2 separate regions of the Mus musculus genome follow, and region 1 is linked to region 2. The links are chromatin contacts, called in public Hi-C maps. All regions are on one chromosome and are shown on one strand. The core of a region is the stretch at or near the end of the contact, and the rest is flanking DNA. Distances in the headings are between cores, read along the strand shown.

The links. A called contact is a pair of places that touch in the nucleus more often than the background predicts.
Region 1: a Hi-C map of the N1E-115 cell line shows a contact between it and region 2, with 13 times the contacts expected there. The contact joins two enhancer-like sites. A contact is called at or near these places in 2 of 484 Hi-C or Micro-C datasets (the N1E-115 cell line and embryonic fibroblasts), 4 of 115 datasets of contacts at active chromatin or transcription factors (cardiomyocytes, craniofacial prominence, embryonic basal ganglia and 1 more) and 1 of 9 other capture datasets (embryonic tail).

What each region holds. Positions count from the first base shown.
Region 1 is chr8:121,387,545-121,394,124 of GRCm38.p6, forward strand. No RefSeq gene overlaps it. Among named protein-coding and RNA genes, the nearest start is that of Gm26747, 28 kb to the right of the region's middle. Within about 2 kb of position 4,012, at least 45 of the 459 cell types and tissues checked have an H3K27ac peak or open chromatin away from gene starts, as enhancers often do. A contact at or near this core is called in the N1E-115 cell line, where this site is marked.
Region 2 is chr8:121,161,041-121,166,998 of GRCm38.p6, forward strand. Gm33633 (a long non-coding RNA gene) reads right to left here. Exons shown (of 2, transcript XR_388119.3): 2 at 5,876-5,958. Among named protein-coding and RNA genes, the nearest start is that of Gm33633, 4.2 kb to the right of the region's middle. Within about 2 kb of position 3,266, at least 11 of the 459 cell types and tissues checked have an H3K27ac peak or open chromatin away from gene starts, as enhancers often do. A contact at or near this core is called in the N1E-115 cell line, where this site is marked.

The DNA of each region.
Region 1 (6,580 bases), core at 2,762-5,261, 230 kb after region 2:
GCAGGACCGAAAAGGAGGTGCTGGGTTATCCGTTTCTACGGGGATGAAGGATGCCCTACCTGATAGACAGGCATTGGGGAGGAGCTTGGCTGGCGGCACACTCATTATTCAGTGCGTCTGATGCCCAGGTACATACAAAGCATGAATCTAGAAGGTGAGCTAAGCAACCGCACAGTTCGTGCGTGGTACCTGTTAACACTGCCACCTTTGCTCCGAATGCTCAAGGTGACCTCATGAGAGGGCTCTGAGGACTCCTCCCACATTATAGACTGAGACCATGCCGCACAGCCTAAAGAAGAAGTCTACCTACGGGCAGATTGCCGGTACCCAAGAGTCAGTGCTTGGAGAGGGAGGAATCAGTATGGTAACCAGGACCCTTGGCGCTATCTGTGGGCCAGGTACCAGTCTCACCGCAGCCGTGGATAGCTAGAGATGGCCTCTCCCCGGAGGAGAAAGCCGTGGTGTAGGAGAGGCTGAGAATCTTGCCCATGAATCTGTGATTCTCGGAGAATCACATTGTCAGCCTACCACGTCTGGGACCCACGTCGTCGGGACCCACGCCTGCCAAACATGCCTCCTGCCCTAAAGGTTCTTCCACCTTCCAAAACTATGCCGGCTGTGGACTGAGTATTCCAACACAGGGGTGTACATGGGTCTCTTTCTTGAGTGTCCTCAGAGCTCAAAAAAGCAGCTCTTACCCGAGAAGTTCAAGGTCTACAAGGGTGGGAGTGGGTGACAGGGCTGGGGCATGATCCAGAAGCCCTGGATGCCACAGACACACCCTTCCAAAAAGTCTCATCTGCTGAGACACCCTCAGTTTCCTCAGCACCGTGGCATCCGCAGCGGGGGAGCAGGGTGTGCCCAGGCTCTGCAGGATAAACCCCACCCGGAAGTTTAGCATGGCCATGGTGCTCAAACAACCCAGCAGCCATGGTTTCCCTGTGTATGGAGTGACTCAAGAGAAGCCACTCATCTGATGCGGAGCAGTGGACCACGGTGCTGATGCCTGTGCATCTCTAATCTGTAAACATCTCCCTCAGTTTCATTCCTAGTGGGGCAAAGACTGAAGTATTCAAAGCACTGAGAGCCCAACATCTCATCGGAAGCACTGTCTCGTCTGAGGTGGTGGCGTTTCCTCATCGTCCAACCAGAGAGGGCCGAATGACCCTCAAGTCTGTCCCACAGGCTCCGGGCCCTGCTGGCTGCCCACAAGCTACTCCCTGTGTGTGTCTCCTGATCCTGGTTTATATGTTTTACATTGTTGCGACCAAATATCCAACAGAAGCACTGTATAGGAGACTCAGGCCCATGGGTCAGAGGGAGCAGTCCGTCAGGGCAGGAGAGGGTGGAGGGGCTTGGCCAATGGTTGTGGAGCCCTCTAACATAGCAGACAGGAAGTAGAGACCCCAGGAAAGAAGCAGGGTGGGGTTATGGCCCTCAAAGACCCACCTGCAGTGGCCCACCTCTGCCAGGCATGCCTCTGGCCCTAAAGGTTCTGTTATTTCCCAAAATGGTACCAACCAGCAGAGGCCCGGGTATTCGAACACAGGAGCCTGTGGAGGACTGATGACATACAGAGCTCATCAGGGGTAGCTTTCACCTGTTGACTTCCCACTACACTGGCTCCCACCCTAACCACACTGCCCCCATTGTGACCCACAGCCAGCCTTCCATGCCTTGCTATCCCTTCAGCTTCAAAGCCCTGACCCTCCTCCCAGACCCAGGAATGCAAGGATGGAGTAAGCAGGGAACCTGGGCTACACTGCCTGAGGCTCTAGCTGGCTCTGCAGTGTATCCCAGGCCACACCCCACCACACACACACACACACACACACACACACACACACACACACACACACACACTGGACAAAGCTCCCAGAGGACAGTCGACGCCGGCACCTGCGCAGGTCTCAGCCCCTGTGTCCCAGTGGGTTCGAGGCTCACAGGAAAGCAGGCTGTGGGGCGACTGTCTCCCTGGAGGTCTTCGGCATTGGAGCTGTTTTTTGTAGCTTCCTGTTGGCCTTCATCTCTGTGAGTGGGGGTATATCTCCAGAAGTCCTCAGACTTCTGTATCTGGGTTTGGGGGGTCTAAGACCCCACATGCCTAACTTGGGGTGGTGGTAGCCACTCAGGTGAGAGAACACACCTCCCTGGTCTCTAGCACCTTAGGGACATTTGTTTAGCGATTGCTTGACTCCCTCCTCCTACAAGCCATAGAAAAGCAGGACCCAGCAAGTCTGAGAAACGCCCCGGGAACACCCAGCTAGGTGGCATCTGAGAGGTGGGGCAGATAGTTCTTCAGTGCTTCTTCCAGAGATCAGGGGCCATAGCAAGACCTTTACTGGGTGCGCCCTGCCAACCAGGCCCTTTTGACCCAAGTGCAAAGCTCTAGAAAGCAAAATGTAAACTGAAGTTTATGCAGAAGAAAACAGCCAAAGGGCTAAACATGCAAGAAACTCACTAAACAAGAAACGGAACCCAACATGAACCCAAAGCCACTCTCTCTGGCACCTTCGCTCCCTACACAGCCTGGCTCTGCTTCCAAGTTCATCCACTCAGCTGGTCACCCCATAAAATGCTACCTAGTGAAGCCTGTTAAGAACGTGTGGGCTAGGGGGTGGGGGTCTAGCTCAGCCGATAGGGTGCTTGTCTACCATGCAGGAACCCCTAGGTTCCATCCCCTGGTATCTGCCATCCCCACCCTCAGGAAGTAGAAACAGGAAGATCAGAACTTCAAGGTCATCCTCAGCTACATCGAGAGTTCAAGGCTAGCCTGGGCTACATGAGATTCTTTCTCAAAAAGGGAAGTTTAAAAAGTATTTTAAAAGTACTGTCCTGAACCCAAGCTACCAGTTCTCCCTGGCTTAGCCCTCAGGGCGTGTTAAGTTTCTTTAAGTGTCCAGAGAGGTTATTGGCATTGTTCTCCATCTTGACTCATTGGGAGACGCCACCAGGTGAGTTTGGAACGACCACTGGTTTGCCTTCAGTGTGGTGGAGTTTGCAGAGTGGCTGCAAGCATGGCTGGGGGGTTCCAGAAAGCCTGGGGCGTTTATGCACCACAGGCCTGGGCTCCAGTTAAGGGAGAGTCGGCTACCAATGTTGTACAAACACGAAAGCGAGGTCCAGGACACCGAGTGGGCAAGGGGATGAAGGGAGAGCATCATACAGAACAGCAGCAGGGAGATGGGTGAGATGCAGGAAGCCTTCCTCCACACTGTGGAACCACTGCCCCTACCGGCCAAGTTATATCCCCAGACAGAGCCACGGCGGCAGGAGAGATCTGAACTACCCTGCTCCTGAAGGGCATGCAGCTAGCTGGGAAGGGCTTTGCCTCCCAAGGCTCACTCTCCTGAAGTGCAGAAGAGTTTGCACAAGAGCCTGGCGGGTTTGATCTGTGAAGCTCGTTTGCACAAAGGAACGTGGAGACTTCCTCCTCACACCCAGTTCAGACGTGTTAGCTGATCCCTAAATGTCAATCCAGGGTTTCCTGTCTCCTTCCAAAAGAACCACACGATGGTAGGCAGGGATATGCAGAGGGGCAAGGTGAGACTCCTGGGATCCTTCAGGACCAACTTCCCCTGAAGCAACAGAGGTGGGGGTCCTGGGGTGAAGGCTGCATACCTCCAGAGTCTCCTGGTCTGAGGGTCTGCGTTTCTTTTTACCTTTTAACTAAAACACGGCACCAAAGATGGGCCCTGATTGCCTTCAGCTGTCAGGGAGGACCAGAGAGCATCTCCCCACCTTTATGCCTAGAGATCAATCATGCCTTTCTCGGAAAACAAAAATTGAGAAGTTTACAAACATAAGATGCAGTCTCTGAACCAGCACGCTATTGCTGACGCTATTGGTGACAGATGCAGCTGATGCCTGCCAGCGACTCGGGCCTCCCAAGATGCTTAGTCACTCCCACATGTAGAGGGGGAACTGAGTCTGCATTCTCCCCTTCACCGGGAGGAAAAAAAAATCTCCAAAGGGGTGGGGTGGCCGCACCAACCGTGAAAACCCACCAACTTGCCAGGCAAAGGGAAGTGGCCAGGCACAGCCGGGCAGGCTGGGGAGTTCTCTATTTAACACTCCCCCCCCCCCTACTCCCCTCCAGCCAGGAGTTCTGCACATCAACCCTGAAAGTCCTGCTTTGCTTGGTCCCTGAAAGCTAAAATATTTTCAATTAAATGAGAAAATGTTTGCTGCTGAATGGCCTATTACAGCTGTCACCATCCTGATTTCTAGAAATAAACAAGACTTCGAGAAGGCCGGCCTGGGCAGAAATGCAAGTTAACACTAATTGGTGGGTAATTAAATTATCCCCTAAGCCAACGTGCCAGGTGACCGGCTCTTTCTGTGCGTCAGCCCTCGCTCTGATAACAGCTCCTCCGTGCGACAGCGGAAATGTGAATGGCTCTTGCCAGAGCTGCCCCCTTTTATTCTCTAGAGCTTTCTACATATCAAATAGCTAAGAAGCCAACACACACGGGGGTTGGTTCACATTTTCTCCGGATCATCTTACAGAAGCTTGCTCCATACAAACAGGGCCCAACACACAAAGTTTATTTTCTAATGTGTTAGTATCTTGCACAAGAAAAATAGCGCTAAGTTACAGGAAGATTTATTTACATGGTAACTGTTCGCTGGTGTCTGCCGCTCAACTCAGAATGACTTTCTCCCAAAGGGCAGAATCTTTAAACCAGAACAGAATTTATTTAAACAGCTGGTGGTTTCTTTCTTTCTTTCTTTCTTTCTTTCTTTCTTTCTTTCTTTCTTTCTTTCTTTCTTTCTTTTCTTCTTTCTTTTTTTTTTGCACAATCATTTTATTAATACATGAACCCTTGCTGTGAACGGAAGGTAACTAACTCGTACAATTTGTAAACACATACAAGCATAAAAGCTGGTGTGTCAATCAATTAAAACTTCAAGAAACGATATGAGATTAATTGCTACCAGACCAGATGAAGTCACGCTTCTCCCTCCGCCGTTCTGTCTTTACCGTCGAGTGTGGAGCCCAGAGAAGCCTCCTCTCGCTCATCCCCAAGAAGAAAGAGCCCCATTCTCAGAGAAGGAAATAAATCTTTTTGCTGCTTTTGTGGAATCCCAGATTGTCTGAGATATTTTGCCGACACTCAGGCTGCCTTCTAGATTAGAAACAGCTCAGCTAATGGTTGCCTAAAAGAAATTAATGAGCCATGCTGTCCATCAAGGTCATCTGAAAATGTCTGTAGATTAAACACTCAGTGCGACAAATCACGGGACCACATTCTTAGGGAGACGGGTAGAAAAATGTTCACTTGAGGAAGAAGGTGAAAAATTCTTCCTGACCAGGAGACAGTGACAGGAGAGAGCTAAAGCCAAGAGCAGCCAGTGTCTGACAGGTGCCAATGGGAAGACACAGGGAGTAGCTCCGGCCCAGACTCTCCCCGCCATCCTCCGAGACTAGGTGCCCATCGTGACTGACACCTGTCAATTCAACTCTGCGGGCACTCGGTCTCCGTGGTGACCATGAGGGCAGAGAGTGTGTGGTCAGGCACCTTAATTCTGAGATATTAAGTGTCTCCTAAGTGCCCCACACCTCTCTCTCTCTACCCCCTAGGTCCTTTCCTAAGGATCGGACATTTGGTGACAGACATTTGGCCTAACTACTTTAAATAGTCTTTGATAGGTGGCACCTTGCAGAGGCCTCATAGAGGAGTCTCCTCTTTCCGTGGAAGTTCGCAGAGATGGGCTTGTGGCAGACCTCACTGTCCTGCCCTCCCCACCCCCACTCCACCCTCCTATCTCTAGAAGTCACAGCACCATCTACTGGGCAGCAGCCAGACGTCCCCAAGAAGGTTGCTTTCTGTTCAAGGGTCCAGAGTGAAGAAAGGAATATGGATTGGTGGGAATCACAGAGAAACGGTCGCCTGCCTCTCTGTATTGGCACGCTGATCTATCCCCCGTCGACCTACCTTTAATATATATATATATATGCTTTTTTTTTTTATCATTTAAGAGTTTTGTGTTAACAGAGAATTTCTGAGGTAAAAGTTATCTTCCCTTCCATTTACCCCTCTGTATACCTCCTGAGGTTACGGGTGTGAGACACTCACATACACACAAGCACACCAAACACACACATATTCAATGCACACATGCAGTCTCTCCCACGCACATGTGCACACACACATGCACACATACATATGCACATGCACAAATACACAATACACACACTTCCGATTTAGGTAAAGTGCTTTAAAAACAAATATTTGGGGTGTGTGTGTGTGTGTGTGTGTGTGTGAGCGTACACACATGCACGCATGTATGAATGTGTGCCCGTGGAGGTAGAGGCACTGGATCACCTGAAACTGGAGCTACAGAGAGTATGAGCCACCCTATGTGAATGCTGGGAACCGGCTTGGGTCCCCTGGAAGAGCAGCAAGCACTCTTTAAGGCTCGGCTGTCTCCCCAAGTCCCCAGTGGAGTTCTCTAATCCTTCCTGGACCCCACGGGTTTCCAGAACACAAAGCACAAGACAGGAGTAACCCAAATATTATTCCAATTTTTTTCCAGGCACTTAAGCAAAATAACTTTCTCTCTTTTTTTCTTACAT
Region 2 (5,958 bases), core at 2,016-4,515:
TCAGACCTGCACCCTGATGCTGCTCTCCAGAGTCTGATTCCCTGGATTCATCATGCGACTCCATCACCTCTCACACCCATCCTTGGTCCTGGTCACACATCAGACTCGTAGTCAACTACTTCTCTTACACAGCTCAGGGCACCTGCCTAAGGATGGTGCTGCTCACAGTGGGCTGGACCCTCCGTTATTAATTAGCAGTCATAAAAATGCCCCCAGGCCAATCTGATGGAGGCAACCCCTCATTTGAGGTTCCCTCTTCCCAGATGTGTCAGGTTGACAACCACGATGAGCCACTACAGGAAGCGGCTTCCACACTCTCGCTCTTGTTAAACCCCAGTGGTCTAGGACATGAATATTTGGTTTATTATTTTATCATTTGAATGTACAAATTTTTTCTGAAAATTTCTACCAAAAACACCCCGTAGAAACTCAAAGGCATCTTAGGAGCAGAAGCACCCAGGGGTCTCTGAGTCTGTTCAAATTCAAGGGTAGGCGATACTGTGCAAGGTGACAGATAGATCAGGAGTTATCTTGGTGGACCGGGAGTGGGTGTACAGGAAGCTCAGGGGTAATGGGACTGCCCCCCATTGTGTTTGCACAGTATCCTTATAAGTGAGATGCTGCTAAGCTAGTGTTTCCTTCTACATGCCCCCAGCAAACCAAAGGCTACATTGTAGCAGTAATGGGCTAAACTGCTTTGGCTAGGAGAGGGTGGAAGGGGCCCACCTGCTCAGGAGCTATCTGGATTCGCAAATGAAACACACACGCACACACATACACACACCAGTTAATATGAATATGCCTTGACTAGCTCAAAGGCTGGGCAGTTCTAATCCTTCCCACTGTCAGCAAACACGTCTCTCCGGTACTTCTGAGTTAGGATCTTTTAAAATCTATATTTCGCCTCTGCTAACCCAAACACAACTGAGGAAGTGGCCCATGTGGCCACAGTCCCTGAGTCTCACCTTTAGATCTGGTCTTACTTTTTCCCTGCCATAGTTATCTCTCCCTCTCTTTCCCGTTCCTAGCCCTCGCAACTCCACAGGCCCTGCCTCAGTCTACCTGCCCAGCCATTGGCTATACAGCAATTCTTTATTGCCAATCAAATCCCGGGGTTGGGGGGGGGGGAGACCCTCAGCATCTGGGAACACAGTTTTTTGGGAGCCAAATTTAATTGAGATAGCATTAGAACCAATCCCTAACACTCCATCACTAAAACAGCTTGGGCAATGGACCAGGTTCAATTGCCCTTCCAAAAATTCAGGTTGTGTAGGTGTGTGTGTAGGCTCAAGACTGACCTGGGATATTATTCTCCGGGAGCTGTCTATCTTGTGTTTTGACACAGGATCTCTCACCAGAACTGGAAGCTTATGGATTCAACTACGCTGACTGGCCAACAAGCCCCAGGGGTCAACTTGTCTCTGCCTTTCCTCCGATAGGATTAAAAGCATGTGCCACCACACCCAACATTTTTGCATGAGCTCTAGGGATTGAACACAGCTCCTTACACTTCTGTGGCAAGCATCTTATCTGCTGAGCCACCTCCCCAGCTCCTAAAATGTCGATAGAGGGCTGGAGGGATAGATAGCTCACTAGTTAAGTTGCTCTTGCAGGTGGACCAGGGTTTAATTCCCAGCAGGCACATAGTGGCTCACGACCATCCACAATCACTTCCAGGGGATCCTACACCTTCTTCTGGCCTCTGTGGGCACTACATGCATGTGGTTTATAGACATACATGCATGGAAAATATTCATACACATAAAATTTTTTAAAATGTACATTTTAAAAGAGAATCTTTAGATAAGACAGAAACATAGGAAGGTTTTTGATTGCCATGATAAAACAACATAGTCAAAAGCAAACTGGAGAGGAAATGGTTTATTTCATCTTACAGCTTGTCGTCTGTCACCCAGGGAAGTCAGGGCAGAAATATAATATACAACCTGGAGTCAGGGACTGAAGCAGAGACCATGGAGGAATGTTGCTAACATGTGGCTTGTTCAGTCTGCTTTCTTATAGCACCCAGGACCACCAGCCCAGGCATGGCTCCACCCATAATGCACTGGGCTCATTTATGTCAATCACTCATTAAGCAAACGCCCTCAGACTTGTTCACAGGCTAATATCACACAGGCATCTCCTTAGCTGTGATCCCCTTTTCTCTGATAACTGTAACTTGTGTCAGGCTGGGACAAGCAGGTGACACCGGGAAGTCAGAAAAGCTGCAGGGAGACCATGTCTGGTTTTCTAAAGTCGTATAGAAAGCAGCGCATGGCCTGCAGCTCCATCTGGGGAGCAGAGCCGGGTCGGTGGTGCACTGATGGAGGAGGTCTTGGGAGGGCCTAGCCTGAGAGAGGACGCTTTGCTTCTTAGGCACAGTTCCATAGCTTCTGCCCAGAGCATGGATGTTGGCTGAATCACTTATCTGAACACTACTCACTCCTGCTTGCTGCTGGAGTCTCATTCAGGTCCTCCTCCTGTATCCGGTCTAGGGAAGTCAGGCACTGAGCCACGAGGCAGGCATCTTTTTTCCTGAGCTGCAGCTACCGGACTCAAAGGCACAAGGACCCAGAGCTTTAGTCCAGAGCTACCAGGTGCCCATTAAGCTGAAAAAAAAAATAGCCATCACAGTTACAGGTTGCCACCCTTCATGTGTCTGGCTTGCAATCGTTCGTGCGTACATGCATTCGCGTGTGTATGCATGCAAGTGTGTATAAGCTGTCAGTCTGGTTTGACCTCCAGCTAACCTCACAATCTTTGGAAATTTGCTCAGATTCTCAGAGCCTCCTCTGAAAGATAGGACCAAGGATACAAGGTACAGATGTTGATCTGCCATGACCAACTAGAGTTCTTTCTCTCCTGTCTGGTACTCAGTGAAGACTGCAGGGAGCCATGACATCATTGGAGACTGCAAGGAGCCATGACATCATTGGAACCCCAAACCTGCTCACCTGAGCTGGGAACCAGGGCACCCTGATGGCTGTTCTTCCCTGTCGCTGGAGCACTTTCTGTGATAGATTGAATTGGTTCTTTGGTGGTGAGGCTGGGAGTCACGTGCCACAGAGGGTGAGAGCACCCCAGCCTTTGTGTGCCTGCAGAGTACATATTCACACACACAAACAACCCAGGTCCAGAAGGTGACAATTCTGGGTTTGTTCAAAGGGGAGCAAGTGGCGGGCAACGTCATTAGCCAGGGCTCCATCATTCAATGCCAGGCTCTGTGCCCATCTGATAAGACGTCCAGAGGTTCAACAGCAACAGTAGGGACTGCTGCCAGGCCCCCAGTGGAGTTGGCTGAGGCCTGGGGCGGGCGGAGACGCTGCAGACAGGAGGGAGGGAGGCTAGTGCAGGGATAAACTTTCAGCAACACAGAGCCCATTCACAGCCCAGGCCTGGCTAGGGTGCCCCAGGGGTGCACTTTGTCCTCTGTGAACCACTGCGAAGGTGATGGAGTCGTCATTCTCGTGAATGGTCTTGGCTTTCTGTCTCTGAGTTGCATGGAGAGAGAGGCAGGGCTTGGGGCTGACGGGACACAGACCCGGAGGGAGGCAAGGTGGCTTCCGGGAGGCTGGGACTCCCCAGCTGCCTTTCTTGACTGATGTATCCAGGCTTTCCCAATTGGGTGGAGAGAGACTCACTCCACTCAGGAAATAAATAAAAAATTAATTATTTTGATATGCATGATTGGTTTGCTTGCATGCATGGTCTGTGCGGCGTTGCATACCTGCAGTGGCTGAGTTGGAGCCCTTGGGATTGGAGTTACTGGTGGTTGTGAGCTGCCACGTGGGTGTTGGGAACCAAACCTAAGACCCCTGGAAGAGCAGCCAGTTCTCTTAACCGCTGAGCCATCTCCCCAGCCCTGAAACCCAATTCTTGTTGTTTCCATCTCTATACTTCATCTTAAACAAGCTTTTTGAGGTTTATAAAGACTGAGGCGGATGTCTAGAAAGTTCTTGCATGTAAAAGTTAGGCCTGGGTTCTTCCTCCCAGCTCCATGCTTCCAGAAATGATTGAAATTCAAGCTATATTCACAAGTACCTTGGTCATATAGCCAGGCTCTTCTCTGACTCACTCTAGTGTAAAATACCCCATTTATTTTAACCTACATTCTGCCATGTGGCTGGTTACCTGTGCTCAGGTACCATGCGTCTGATTCCTCACATCTTCCTGGGAAAATCTCCCTGCCTGGCTCTATCCCAGAATCCTTCCTGCTTCTTGGATGTCCCACCTTCTATTTCCTGCCATAGGCTTTTTAATTGACAGGTGATGCATTCAAGATATTCTCTCTACACTTCTATGCTCTGCCTCCAGTTTCCTCTGTTAAATTTTACATCAGGAAAGGACAGCCAGAGACAGCTGGTTGTCCTGTCTCCCGGGGCTGTGCTGGGTTGACCCTCTTCAGAGCTGACTTCTTTGGTCTTTGTAGAGGGCGCTTGCACTGGTTCCTTCTGTGGCTTTCCTTAGGGCTAGGCAGGATGGGGGTTCAGGGCAGGATGACCCCAGGGGAAGTGCCGAGACCCCACCGTCACTTCCTTTGCCTCATTTTCACCCAATGCTGACATTGACTATGATTCCCTGACCATGCCTGGATCTGTTAGGTTTTGGTGTCATAAACAGACCACAGACCAAGGAAGTTATTCCACCTGAGTCCAGCCTGGCAACCTGACCAGGTGACTCCAGGCAGCTGCTCCCTGAAAAGCCACCCCCAGCATCTGTGACAATTCATTCACACACACTGCCTTCCTGAAGTGCCCTGCCAGCTTGTGAGCAGCTTCCCTGCAGAGATCTCTCTGCCGGGAGATTGTTACTGCATGGGGAACCTTCGGGAGGGGCTTTGGGTCATAACTCTCTGGGCCTCCCGAGTCCTGTAATTTTCCTGGGCTCCCGAGTTTCTGCTCCCAAGTCTGTGAGCCTCTCTCCCACCTCCAGGAGGAAATGCTTCCCTTCAGAGGGACATCTATAAGACAGGGCTTGCCACTGTGAAGCCGCGACCTTCCCAGTCTTCAAACACTGCTCTGGAGGAGACAGTACCTGCGCAGCAGGGCAGTGGTTCATGACTCTAACTTCACACCACGCCCTTTCCCCTCTGGTCCTGTGTCAGGATTCAGCGAACCATTTCTGCCGAAGTCCAACCGCAATAGGTCTGGCTTCATGAGCCACCTGGGGCCGGGACCAGTTCCTTACCCTTTGCTGTTAGTGCCTAGAAACGGTCATAGGTGATGAGCAAGCTCATGGATACAGCCGTGTTTAAATAAATAGTAATACTTATTTCCAAAGGCAATCTGGCCAGGCGGGTAGCCCAGTCAATAAGGTGCTTGCTTATAATACTTATAAGCATGAGACTCTGAGTTCAAGCCCAGCACCTGTTTATAAAAACCAAACATGGTTGTGTGTGCTTGAAATCCCATTGTTTGGGAGGGAGGCAGAGGTAGGGGGATCTCTGCTGATCAGCCGATGTAGCCAGTCAGTGGATCCAGGCCAATGAGAGACCCTGTCTCAAACAATAAGATGTGAAGACGACACTGATGTTGATACTTAGACTACACACACACTCACACACACACACACACACACACACACATACACACACATACACACACATACACACACACACATACACACACATACACATACACACACATACACACACATATACACACACATACACACACATACACACATACACATACACACACATACACGCACACATACACACACACACATTCTACACAGGTGTGCATACGCACATGAGCAGGCATGTGTGCATGTACAATTGCACACACACAATTGCATACACACATGCACAATTGCATACCCATGTGCACACATAGCTGGAGGCTGGGCCTGCAGGCATGACATAGCACTGAATAACTGACTGCTGCAGCTCTCTGTATTTGTGGGTGCGCCTATGGAACCCCACTGCCAGGTGTTCAGCTCAGTTCAGAGTCTCCTGCA